Linked DNA regions of Triticum aestivum: region 1 is linked to region 2. Evidence: chromatin contacts called from public Hi-C data. All regions are on one chromosome and are shown on one strand. Each heading gives the region's core, a stretch centred on a gene start, on an enhancer-like site or on the middle of the called end of the contact. The rest is flanking DNA. Distances are from core to core; before and after follow the strand shown. Region 1 holds the start of LOC123103921 (homeobox-leucine zipper protein HOX11). Region 2 has its middle 7.3 kb from the start of LOC123107133.

Region 1 (6,118 bases), core at 815-3,314, 590 kb after region 2:
TAGAGAAGATGTTGGTTTAATTTCACCAGCAACCAAATGTGCGCCTTGAAATAGGCATATCTAGTAGACATTCAACATTTTAGCAATGATGATAGAGAAGGGGAAAACCAAGAGCATGGACCTTTCCCTTCGAAAGGGAAATTAAACACAGGAGCTACCAAATACCCATGCATGATGAGCTCATATGTATAAACACAAGCATTGGCACACTGTATTCACGGCATGTCAAGAAGAAATCAATCGAACTGCTAGACACTTTTGCACCACGTCATCCATGGCTTTGAACGTTCTCCCCATGATTAGACCATACCACTCATCACTCAAACCAATCAACACAAGTAACAACAAATGCATCCTTTCCTTTGGAAGCACTCCACCATATAATATAAGCATAAAAGAAAAATCAAACATATGCCCTACACATTTTCCCCTAGGGTCCTATTTAAACGATTTGCACCAGCTCCCACATTTCCATCCCAAAATGCATCCTTTCCTTTGGTTTCTGCGAGTCAATCACACGCGCGAGAAAGGAGGAGGAGGAGGAGGATTAGCGCTGCGCTGCCCATCCATCAAGGGCCTTTTGACCTTTTTGTGGGCATGCATGATGGCATGCATGATTCACACTTTGCACACTTGTAGAAAACCGGAGGGGGCTGCTTTTGCGGTGAAAGGAACCCCCGGCCGGCCCCGGGTACTATGCGTACAAACACCCATGATTGCGCCCTGATGCGCCTGCACCGGCGCCACTCCTCCATCCATCCATCATCCATCACAACACACATCGCCCAACGGCAGGGGCAGGCCACCACCATCATGGTCGCCATCGGCCATGGCCATCCGTCGCAGGGACAGGGCACGCACAGGGCCCGCAGCAGGGCGATCGGCTTGCCGCAAGCCAAGCTGCTGCTCGCTGGGGCGGCCGTATGTACTGTGTATGTATGCATGCATGCAAGCAGCACCCATGACGCCGATGCGCCATGCCATGATTGCGGCGAGCGAACGACCCCAGCGGCTTGTCCCCGTTGTACACATCAACAGGATTGCTTAATATCACGCAGGTAGCCAAGCCACACACACACACATGATGACGACGACGACGATGATGATGCATGCATGGCGGTGGATGAGGAATTGATGGCCGTAATCATGCGTGCCTGCATGCAAATTTGCAGGGGAAGAAAAGAGTTGCTGCTACCACTACTACTTCTCTCCACATTCCCCGCAGACACGGATCGGCTCGACCGATCTCCTCCGCCGCAGCTCCTGGCCTGGAGCTGCCCATCTGCTCCTCACGCATGCATCATGAATTACATGGGCATGCACGCATTTTCTTTCTTTCTTTCTTTGGTATAGATATAAGTAGATCTCATTCCATCCCATTGCCATTGCCATCGCATGCAATTATAGGCTCTAATTACCATCATGGACTTCCATGCAGGCCAGGGAGAACACCGATCATATGAACACACACGGCACCATCTACGTACCGCACATTCATCATTCCTCCTCTTTGGAAAATACAGTATCTTTTCCCATTCCTTTTCTGCACCCATCATTCCTCTCCCTCCTCCTCCTTGGTGCTATGCCCCTAGCTAGAATCTCACTCGTCTGCACTCCAAAATTACTTACTGACGCACAGCTCCAGGTCCAGCATGCACGACGGGTCGACGGCCATGCGGCATAAATTCGGCCATAAAGAATCTGCGGGTGCGCGGCCGGAGAAGAAGAGCCGGAGAGGAGGAGCGGCATGCAGCAGCAGCAGCTGCGCGGGCAGCTTTCTGGAAAAGATCGCGGGCGCTGTTTATAAAAGGGGAAAGATACGTAGAGCCCGCGATAATGATTAACATGATTATTACCGCGCCGCTTTTGCCGCGAACCACCCCGGCGAACGCCGGAATCGCACGGCGGCCCCGCCCCTTTCCCACCGGGTCACGTGCGGGCGCCCCGTCAACTGGTCAAACCCGCCATTATAGCTCACACACGGAGGAGAGAGAGGAGGGAGGGAGGGAGGGAGGGGAGTCCCGTCCCTGTCCCCGCCCCTATAAAACCTCCGAATCCTTGCGCGTCTCCACGGTCCCATATCCCACCGTCGTCGTCCGTCCTGCTGGTAGGCATGGAGCTGAGGCTGAGCTTGGGGGAGGCCATGGCGGACGCCGGCCGGGAGCTGGTTCTGGGGCTCGGGGTCGGGGTCGGGGTCGGGGTCGGCCCGGGGGCGGCGAGGGAGGGCGAGGGGAGGAGGGATCACGATGTCGCCGCCGCCGCCAGGGGTGGGCTCGCGTTGGGGTGCGGCTCGTCGCCGGAGCCGGCCATGCGGCTCGCGCTCCTGCCCATGGTGCCCAGCCTCGGCTTCCCGTGGCCGTCCGAGAGCAGTGAGTGATGCGATGCATGCTTGCCTTTTCCTTTCCGTTTCTTGGATTTGTGTTTGTTTCTGCATGCCGTGCGATGAGATCGCCGCCGGAGTAGTGGTGCTGAGACGGGGCGATCCGATCTGTTCCGTTCCGTTCCTCAGGGCATTTGGAGGCGTCGACGCGGGGGTTCGACGTGAACCAGGCGCCGTCGTCCGGGGGCTCGGCCTGGGGCGCCTGCGCGGCGGCGGAGGAGGAGCAGGAGGACACCGCCGCGGCGGCGCGGGCGGCCGTGTCGTCCTCGCCCAACGACAGCGGGGGCTCCTTCCCGATGGACTTCTCCGCGCGCGGCGCCAGCGACGCCGCCCCGGGCGCCGGCGGCTCGCGCGGCAGCGACGAGGACGACGGCCGCTCGGCGCGCAAGAAGCTGCGCCTCTCCAAGGAGCAGGCCGCGTTCCTGGAGGAGAGCTTCAAGGAGCACAGCACCCTCAACCCCGTAAGCATGCACATCAACCACGGTGACCAACCCCGTTTGCTTAACCATTTCCTCTCGTTCTGACGCCCATGGCTCCGCCGCGCGCAGAGGCAGAAGGTGGCGCTGGCGAAGCAGCTCAACCTCCGGCCGCGCCAGGTGGAGGTGTGGTTCCAGAACCGCAGGGCCAGGTGCGGCGCCATGAAATCCTTTTCTTTTCCTGCTCCTTTGTCTCTCTCGTCTCGACCAAGAATCTTGGCCGGTCAAGCAAAAACCATTAAATAAAAGCGCGCTGGCTTTGGCTTTGGGCTCGGCGCGTGCAGGACGAAGCTGAAGCAGACGGAGGTGGACTGCGAGTACCTGAAGCGCTGCTGCGAGACGCTGACGGAGGAGAACCGGCGGCTGCAGAAGGAGCTGGCGGAGCTGCGCGCGCTCAAGACGGTGCACCCCTTCTACATGCACCTCCCGGCGACCACCCTCTCCATGTGCCCCTCCTGCGAGCGCGTCGCCTCCAACTCCGCCCCGGCCTCCGCGGCGGCCCCCTCGCCCGCTGCCCCCGCGCCCGCCTCAGGCGCCGGCATTGCTTCGCCGGCGGCCGCTCCGGAGCAGCACAGGCCCTCGTCGTTCGCCGCGCTGTTCTCGTCGGCCAGGAGCTTCCCGCTGGCCGCCCCGCAGCCCCAGCCTCCATTGCCGGCGCCGTCGAGCTCGTGACTTGGCCGGCCGGCGAAGGGAGGGAGGGCCTGCTTGTAAATACGCCCGCCTTAATATTTCCGCTCCTCGTGTCGGGATTTTTTGTGGCTCGCCATTCGCCGAGGGCGGGGTCCGTGAGAAACGAGAGCCCCAGCCCGAGTGGAACCGCGTCTGCCGTCAGATTTGCTGCCCGGACGGCCCGGATGCTTAAAGGAAAATTGTTGCATCAGAGTTCGCTGTTAGCCTCGATCAATCTCCGTGCATTTTACCGTTTTTGAGACGTGCCTCGTGATGAGAGATTGAAAAAAAAAAGTGTACTAGTAGTACGTATCCGTGAGGGAGGACGTGAAAGAAAGCGGAATTTAGTCCCACTTTTTTGGGGGGGGGGGGGGTGTAGCTGAGGCCTGAAAGGCGCTGTGGCGTTTCTGCTCGCTTGCCGCGATGGTGTTGGGGGGGTCTGCGCCGCTGATTTGTGAAATCATGACGCCCACCCAGCCCAGAGCGTGTGCGCATCGACGCCCACTACTGCCACTCGCTCTTTACTGGTAGAGTGAGTGAAAGCGTAGATAAGATTTTACTCGAAGATCGAGGGTGAAAAGATGCGGCGTCGTGTGTGTGTGTGGTGCGCTCAACCATGCTACGACTCAAACTGTTTTGCAGCCAAGTGCTAGTACTAACTATGGTGTAGTAGCGTATGAACAATGCAACAGTGCTTACTTACGACGGATGAGTGGTCGTATCATCAAGCGAGCACTGCGCAGCGCCGACCGCGCCATACGCAGGAGCTGTCAAGGAGTACTACAACGTTGTACAGGTGGTCCTCGTGTCGTGCTGCCCCGGTTTGGCACGCCAATGCCGATGCCAGTGCCCATTGCCGTACCCCCATCTACTGGCAATGCCACCGCTGCTGCTCCCCCACCATGCCCGCCCCATCGTCAAGTGTACACGCATTTTCGTTCTCGTCTCCTCGCCCATAAACACGACCCCGGAAACCGTCGCCTCGGAGTCCACGTCGCGAGTGACAACGAGGAAGGCGACCGATGAATGCAACGCAGCGCGGGGTCCGTGTCAATGTCATGACTCGTGCATGGCCAGGAGCGCAGTCACTCATCCGTTCATTTAACGCCCTATCTAGACGAGGCCAAGCCGAGTCTGACGACCCCAAAGATCTTTCTCCCCGGATCACGGCGGCCGGCCCCCCACCAATGCCGCCGCACGGAAACGGGCCGCGGGTCTTGTTGATGGATCTTTTACTTGCGGGACGGCACGGAACGGAAGATTCAGCAATGATGCCGATCGATGCCCGTCCGTCCGTCCTGCTCTGCTGACGGCAACGTGGCCTGCATGGCCCCCCGGTCTTCATGGCGCTTTTGATTAAGGGACGTGCAGTGCAGTGCAGTGCAGTGATCCTCAAACTTGTGATTTTAGTACGTACTCGGGCCGGGGTAGCTGCGACCTCGGCGTCTCGCGTGACGCTGGTCAAGGGGGTCATAAACCTGATTAGCTGAGGGGTCACATGATTAGTTCAAGGAATTAGCTCAAAGTTCACGGTACCGGACGTGTCATGCCGTCTTTTCCTCGTACCATGATGGAATACTCCTCCATGGTCCATACGTCTAAGCATGCTCGTCTTGGATGATAGATGGAGCAACAAGGCTACGGGCCATATGCCCAGAATTTGGGGCGCACGCATGAGAGAGAGAGAGAGAGAGAGAGCCTGTAGGGCGCACAGTTCCTTCCAGAATCTCGCCTTGCCACGCCCAAGGGAGCGCGGTGCCAATAACGAGCTCCAAAACCGCGCGGATCGCCAGGCCACTACCAACAGAGCCAGCTAGGCGACGTCGAGGCTCGGCGGGGCGCCGATCATCATCATCGGCAACCATGTCCATATGTCACCGCGTGTGTCGGATCGCTCACTGTGCGGCGTGCTACAGAAAGCTCACGATGGAGCAGATTAGGAGGGGAGGGGGGGCCGGGCCGGGCTCCCTCGGGGGACGGGGAGCACGCAGCTGATTGGGAAGTTGCATCGTGTCCCTCTGCGATGTCCCCTGCCCGCGGCCTCCTGTCCATCTCCGCCGCGGACCGGCCACTTGCCGCTGCTGTTTCGGTTGGGCCAGCGCCATGATGAGCCCCCGCCCTTCGCACGTCCCGGTCGCTCTCGTGTGCTACTAGTACACCACCGAGGGTGAGTGAGTGAGTGAGCTATCCACCTACCAGCTCCTACGTTTGGTGGCTTCATGTGATCTGAGCGTACATATTTGCTCACCGGACTAAGTTTGATCACGGTTCAGTGGAATCATCCTAAACATTCCGTCTAGGGAAGTGTTGGTCTATTTGCGTATTTGGCATGGCCGAAACGACGTGATTTTGGATGAAAGAAAAAAAAAGGCTTGATGCCGATTAAAACAAGTGGTCGTCGGATATGGCGGCTTGGCGTGAGATCTGCGCAAGTGAAGCGAAATACGCACCCCGCGCGAATGAGATCACATTACAAAGCCGAAGGGGCAATGTGGCACCGGCTTCCAAGATTTCTACCTATTTAACCAATCCCTTGGCCCAACTCCACCGCGCGACTCTATCCTGTCTGACCCCGTCCATTTGGAGTAAAACG
Region 2 (6,337 bases), core at 3,032-5,531:
GGGCATATATGGAGAGTAGGGGATGGCTCTCAAATAAACATATGGGAGGATCCATGGATCCCAACCAGCCCTACACGGGGAGTAATGACCCCGAGGGGTAATATTGTTATCACACGTGTCTCTGAGTTGATAGATGAAGAGAATAGAGTTTGGGATGAGCAGTTGCTTAATGAATTATTTTGGCCAGTCGATGTACATCGTATTCTGAATATACCTCTGGCTATAGGTATGATGAATGATTTTGTCTCTTGGCACTGCAATAAGAACGGTATTTTTTCTGTACGGTCAACTTATCATGAAGAGTGGGAACACCAACATGGACGAAAGTTGAGAATGACAAACTTAGTTCAATCCTCAAGTACTAGTCCTATTTGGAGTACCATTTGGAAATTAAGTGTACCAGCCAAGATAAAGATTCATGTGTGGAGAGCCTTACTTGGAGCCATCCCTTGTCTGGGGTTCTAGCAAATAGACATATGATCACGAGTTCGCAATGTCCTATGTGTAGTATCGATTGTGAGAGTATTAAACATGCCCTATTCTTATGCCCACGAGTACAAGATGTGTGGCGCATTCCTGAGTCTAGGACAATTGGTGGCTAAGGTATGTACTGCACAACGTGAGGGAGGATCAGTACTAGCTGACATGTTTCTGTCCAAGAGCAGCCTACAGGCAATGGTGGCAGGAGTCCAACGCAATGCACTGGTGGCAACCACTGTATGGTATGTGTGGTGGGAGCATCGCCGCTACACCCACAAGGAGTTTCTACAGGACCCGTCCAGATCGGCGCAGGCTATTGCGGCTCTAGCTAAAAATTTCACGAGAGCTAGAAATAAGAACACAAAGATCAGGAGGCACGGCTGGGAGAGGCCACCTGAGGGAATTATAAAATTGAACGTCGACGTGGGATTTGAGATGGACAGCGGCTCTGGGAGTACAGGAGCTATCCTGCGAGATGACATGGGAAATTTTTATAGCTGCTTCGTGCGGGGCCATTCCCTTTGTGGAGGATGCGGTGACGGCAGAAGCAAGGGCTCTAAGAAATGGGTTGTTACTTGCTAATGATATGGGTTGCAACAAACTTTATGTCGAAGCGGACTGCATGGAGGTGATTGATGTTATGCAGAACGGCGGGAACTTCCTCGGACATGCGGCGGCAATCTATGAAGAATGTACTTTCTTAGCTCGTAATTTTAGTTTTATTGATTTTAATCACTGTCCTAGAGAAGCCAATATGGCGGCCGATGTGTTGGCTAGGAATTCGGAGTCCTCTCAAACTATTGTTTGGAAGTCGGAGCCTCTGAGTTTTCTAGTGGACGTCCTATCAAACGATGTATCTTTATTTTCACATGAAATATAAACCTCCATGATAGCTTTCCCTCAAAAAAAGATGGGTTGTCTCGGTCTACCACGGGAGCCTGATCTACAAAAATGTGGATGTTAGTGTAATCTGGCGCACTTAACATTGATGTAAATAAATCCAGTTAACCTTTTCAATCAACAAAACCTTTGGTAGCTTCTCGCCCCGTGTTGGGTCTAGTTTGACGACCCTTATGTTGCCGGACTCCGTGGGTGAGGCATTCGCTGAGGTTGTGTCTCCGGTGCTGTAGATCATGCCCGAGTTGCAGGTGTTGTGTGGGGAACATGTTTCGCATGTGTCGATGGAGCAGCTCAAGTTAGGCTCTCTCCAGGCTTCGGAGATGGACTTGGTGCCCTCACCACCACCCATGGAGCCTTGTTAGGGGTTAGACAACCTACCTCTCAGCATCGTGGAGCATGGAGTTTTAGATGTTGCTGTCCTTCCCTCGTGTGCGACCGTCGGGCAGGTGATGCCTGTGAGTGGCATGACCATTGAGCCACTTGTGTTGGCACCCACTCCAAATCCGAATGCTCTTTTCGCGAAGGAACTCTGTGATTTGCTAGCCAGCGTGAAGGTTGCTAGACCTAGTTTGGGCAGGTCAATTGCTTGCCTCCTGACGGGGACACCAATAAGGGGCAAACAAAAAAAGGCGGGCAAAGGCAAAAATGATGCCAAAAGCAAGGTGTCTATGGCTGCTTGATGGATAATCTTTGGTCTCTCGGCTTGTCCTCTTTGTTTGGGTTCTTGTTGTGGGTTGGAAGGTGCTTGATGTCTTGTGTCGAGGTGTTCTCGTGGGGAGTCACTTGGCGAAGTAGCAGTGAAGGGGTTTGTGGATGTTGTGTTTTTAGAGAGTTTGGCGGGCCGCCTGTGCGGTTGTGGGATTTCATGTCTTGGAAGTAGTTTGTTCGTGCTTCATTTGTATTGGTTTTCACCTAATTTTTTATAAATTAACTAAGCGATTATCTTCTTCTTAATTAATCGATGAGGCAAAAATTTTACCTCCCTTTCGAAAATAAATGTCCAGTGATTTTCCAGGGAGAGGAAAAGAGCGAGCAAAGATGCGAAAAGTACTAGTACTGCTATACAAAGTAACCTTTCTCGTAGCACCCCTTGAGCAATCTTATATTTCTGCCTCGTCCATGTCACAGCCGGTAGTACAAGTGCACCAGTGCTGCGTGCCGGGTTGATGCAAGCCCAACCCACGTCCTCTCACCGCGAACGAATTAAAACGCCGGTGCCGGTGCCAGTGCGTGCGCTGTGCTGTGCGGTGCTCCACCTGACGCGAGAGCTTTGCCTCCCTGGTCAAAGCGAGCGCGGCCCGGAAGGCTTTTCCCGCGCTTTCTTTCTTCTTTTCTTCACTTCGTTTTCTGAGTTTTTCAAGCTTTTCCTTCGCCGAGATCCACATGATTGCCGCGCTGCACGCACGCCCGCCCGCACCAGCCCAATCCTCGTGCTGCTTGACGTCCGCAATCATGTGTTCCCTCCCCGTCGTGTTTAGCTTTATTTCCTGGTTATGTCTCATCACAGGACAGCAGCTTGACGTTAATGTCGTAGTAGTACTGCGCGTACTTCTCCGGGAGTGGCCGTACTGCGCGTAGCATCATGATCGCGCCGCGTAGGCCGGGGCCGTTGCGTCGCCGATCCGTTTCGCCGTCGCTCTCGCGCCTCACGGGGTCATTCCCGGCATAATGACGGCCATGATTGTGCATGGGGGGGAGCCCGTGATCCGTCACGCGAGCGGCTCAGGTGCTGTTGGCGTTCACGCGGCTAGGCTCGTCCTGGCTGCTCGAGTGCGTGCTACAGTACGGTGCCGCTTGCCATTGCCAGCCATGGCATGCGGCACCGGCGCGCGCGGGCCGGGGCGCCGATCGAGCCGCGCTAGTGATTGCACGCACAGCCTCCGCATGATTGGTCGGTCTCCCGTGGAAGTTAATGCCGCCCCGGGCTTGTCGTCGACGACAGGCATGGGCCGATGGGCGTACGTTTGCTGCCCCTGCCAGGCTGGTCTCCGGGGAACTGTTCCTGCCGGCGTGGAGGTCTACGCTCGCACGCCCCATCGTTCGGAAATAGTAACTCGTAGCAGTACTACCGCTGAGCAAGGGCGAATAATAATCGAGACCTATATCGGTCGCACGTTCAAGTTCAGCCAAAGCCTAGACGGGAGAGGAAGCGCTAGAATATGCTTTCCGCTGTTATTTACCAGCTCAAATTTCCGCATGAACTGAGCTTGGCCTAGCTTGAAACATCTGTGTGATGTGGACCTTGGGACAGCGTAGTGATAGTCATGTATGCTTGCGCGAACTGGCTGGCAGGCAGGGAGGCAGCATGCATGGATCGTATCATAGTATCAAGCCGGCACTGCTGGCCCGTGAGTGAAAAATGTCCACGGAATGATTTCATCCGACCAGGGCATGCCGCGAGAGAAAAGAGTGATGATGAGGCGACGGTGCACGGCGAGACGATGACGAGGGCAATCATGGGCGGCTTGTCCGGCCGGAGGCGTGCTCGCCGGGGCCATGGACGACCAGGCGGCACAGGCCCACTCGGCAACCAGCGCCGGTCGGTAGCTGCCACTCGTCGACGGATTCGGGTTGAGAAAATACTCGTGCTCACAACCATGGCCACGCTCCGTATGGTTTAACAAATGATCTTACTGTTATACAGTAGTATTCTTTTTTTTTCGTTGCGGTGGATACAGTAGTATTCTTTAACAAATGGTTTTTTACTGCAGCTGCATTCTGTTACCAACCCACCAAAGAAACCACCGGCGGTGAGCAATGACGGGAGACCGGTCGACGCTACGGGCGCGGCCATTGGATTCCATCGCCGGTCGCCATCCACCAGCGGCAGGCGTGACCCGTTCCAGTCACGTTACCACGCGGCTCCCGTACGGTACACGCTACTAGCGGGCTCCGAGCCTCTCCAGCCAGCCCAGCCCCGACCCGACCCGACCCGACCCGCCAAGAACGAAAGAGAGGCAAGGCGGAACCGGGCCAATCAAGGGGAAATAATTGCGGGGCCCATCGCGAGATCGGGCGGAGCGGTCGCGACCGTACTAATGATTGCGCCTGGCGTGCTGTCGGCCGGAGCCCGACTTGCGGGCCCGTCCACGCATCATTGCGGCTTATCCGCCGCCGGTGGGACCTCCGGGGAAGCGGGATATCATACGGGCCAATGCGGGCTCCGCGTCCCTCGCGGGCCACATGTCCAAGCGGGCTAGGCTCAGTTGGGCCTTTACCTTGTTCTCTCGCTCAAGAATGCCACATGTCTTGGATGTTTATTGTCAAGCTTCGGGGCAGCGGATAAATTATGACAAGTCCTCACTTTTCTTCAGTAAGGGAGTTCCTGACAGTGTGCGCCAGCAAATTAAAGGGATACTGCACGTACCAAATGAAACCTTGAATGAAAAATATCTTGGTATGCCTAGTGATATTGGTACGTCTAAGAATGGAGCCTTCAAATATTTGAAAGATAGGTTGTGGAACAAAGTCCAAGGCTGGATTGAAAAAAACTTGTCCATGGCAGGAAAAGAGGTTTTGGTTAAAGCAGTAGCCCAAGCTGTCCCGGTTTATTCTATGTCATGCTTCAAACATCCAAGAGGGCTGTGCGAGCACTTGAACATGCTAATTCGGAAATTTTGGTGGGGAAGCAAGAATGGACAACGCAAGCCCAACTGGGTGTCCTGGAAGGCAATGACACAACCCAAGAATATGGGTGGTTTGGGTTTTAAAGACTTTGAACTCTTTAACTTGGCGATGCTTGCTAAACAAGCATGGAGGATATTGCAAAATTCTGAATCTCTAAGTGCTCGCATCTTGAGGAGCATATATTTCCCAACCACGCCTTTTCTGGAAGCTTCACTGGGAAGCCACCCTAGCCAAATTTGGCGAGCTGTTATAGAAGGCAAAGAGGTCTTGAAGCAAGGACTGATCAAACGTATTGGCAATGGAGAAACCACAAATATTTGGAACGATAACTGGTTGCCTCGCACGGAGATGTTGCGTCCGTACGGGAGCAGGGTAACTCACCCGCCGGTACATGTTTCGGAGCTCATTGATGCTACCTCGGCGACATGGAATAGGGATAAGTTAGAACAGGTACTCATGCCAATGGATATTCCTATCGTTCTGAGAATACCTTTATGCACAAAAAATATAGCAGATTTCTGGTCGTGGCATTATGAAAAGTCCGGCATATTTACGGTACGGTCTGCCTATGCTATGTTGGTTTCCACCAGGAGGAGGAGAGAGGCATGGCTTGAGCAAACAGCGGGCTCCTCAAGTACGGACTCGGAAGGTTCAGCATGGAAGCTTTTGTGGAAAGTGCAAGTGCCCAGCAAAGTTCGGATGTTTTTGTGGAGACTTGCTAAGCAATCTCTGCCCACAGAGGATGTCAGATCACACAGAAATATGTCAACAACGAGTTCATGTGGACTATGTGGTGCGCCGGACTCATGGCGTCACTCATTGCTGGAGTGTACCTCGGCGAGATGTGTTTGGGCTCTAGCAGATGCAGATCAAGTGGAACAGCTAAGTTCATCTATGGAGCCGAACGCCAAACTTTGGCTCTTCTCAATGATGGAAGTGTTGTCGCATGCTTCTTTTGTCAAACTAGCAGTTACACTTTGGGCGATATGGTGGGCTCGCCGACAAGCTATTCATGAAGGAAATTTCCAGAGCCCTTATGCTACCCATGGTTTTGTTGAGAGATTTATAAGCGAGATGCAGAGCCTGGGTGTAAGCAAGCCAATGGGCGAGGCGAGAAGCTCCAGACAGAATAATCAAGCACCCACAACTAGTCCGAAGGCACCGCCAGTAGGGTTTGCCAAAATTCACGTTGATGCCGGCGTAATGAATTTTAACAGAGGAGGTTCAGCGGCAGCCATTTGCAGAGATGACCACGGACAGTACCTGGGCAGTTCAGCATTAGTGATAAGAGGTGTCGACGATGTCGGGACTCTGGAAGCGATCGCATGCC

Evidence for each region. Hi-C and Micro-C count contacts between places; a contact is called where the count stands out from the background.
Region 1: a Hi-C map of leaf shows a contact between it and region 2, with 4 times the contacts expected there. The contact joins the promoter of LOC123103921 here to the enhancer-like site in region 2. A contact is called at or near these places in 3 of 5 Hi-C or Micro-C datasets (leaf and root) and 1 of 1 datasets of contacts at active chromatin or transcription factors (leaf).

Annotation. Positions count from the first base shown.
Region 1 is chr5A:448,387,896-448,394,013 of IWGSC CS RefSeq v2.1, forward strand. LOC123103921 (homeobox-leucine zipper protein HOX11) reads left to right here and starts at 2,065. Exons shown (of 4, transcript XM_044525615.1): 1 at 2,065-2,369; 2 at 2,510-2,841; 3 at 2,929-3,008; 4 at 3,141-3,760. The coding sequence starts at 2,114. The coding sequence ends at 3,528.
Region 2 is chr5A:447,793,815-447,800,151 of IWGSC CS RefSeq v2.1, forward strand. No RefSeq gene overlaps it. Among protein-coding and RNA genes, the nearest start is that of LOC123107133, 7.3 kb to the right of the region's middle. Within about 2 kb of position 4,282, at least 7 of the 8 cell types and tissues checked have an H3K27ac peak or open chromatin away from gene starts, as enhancers often do. A contact at or near this core is called in leaf and root, where this site is marked.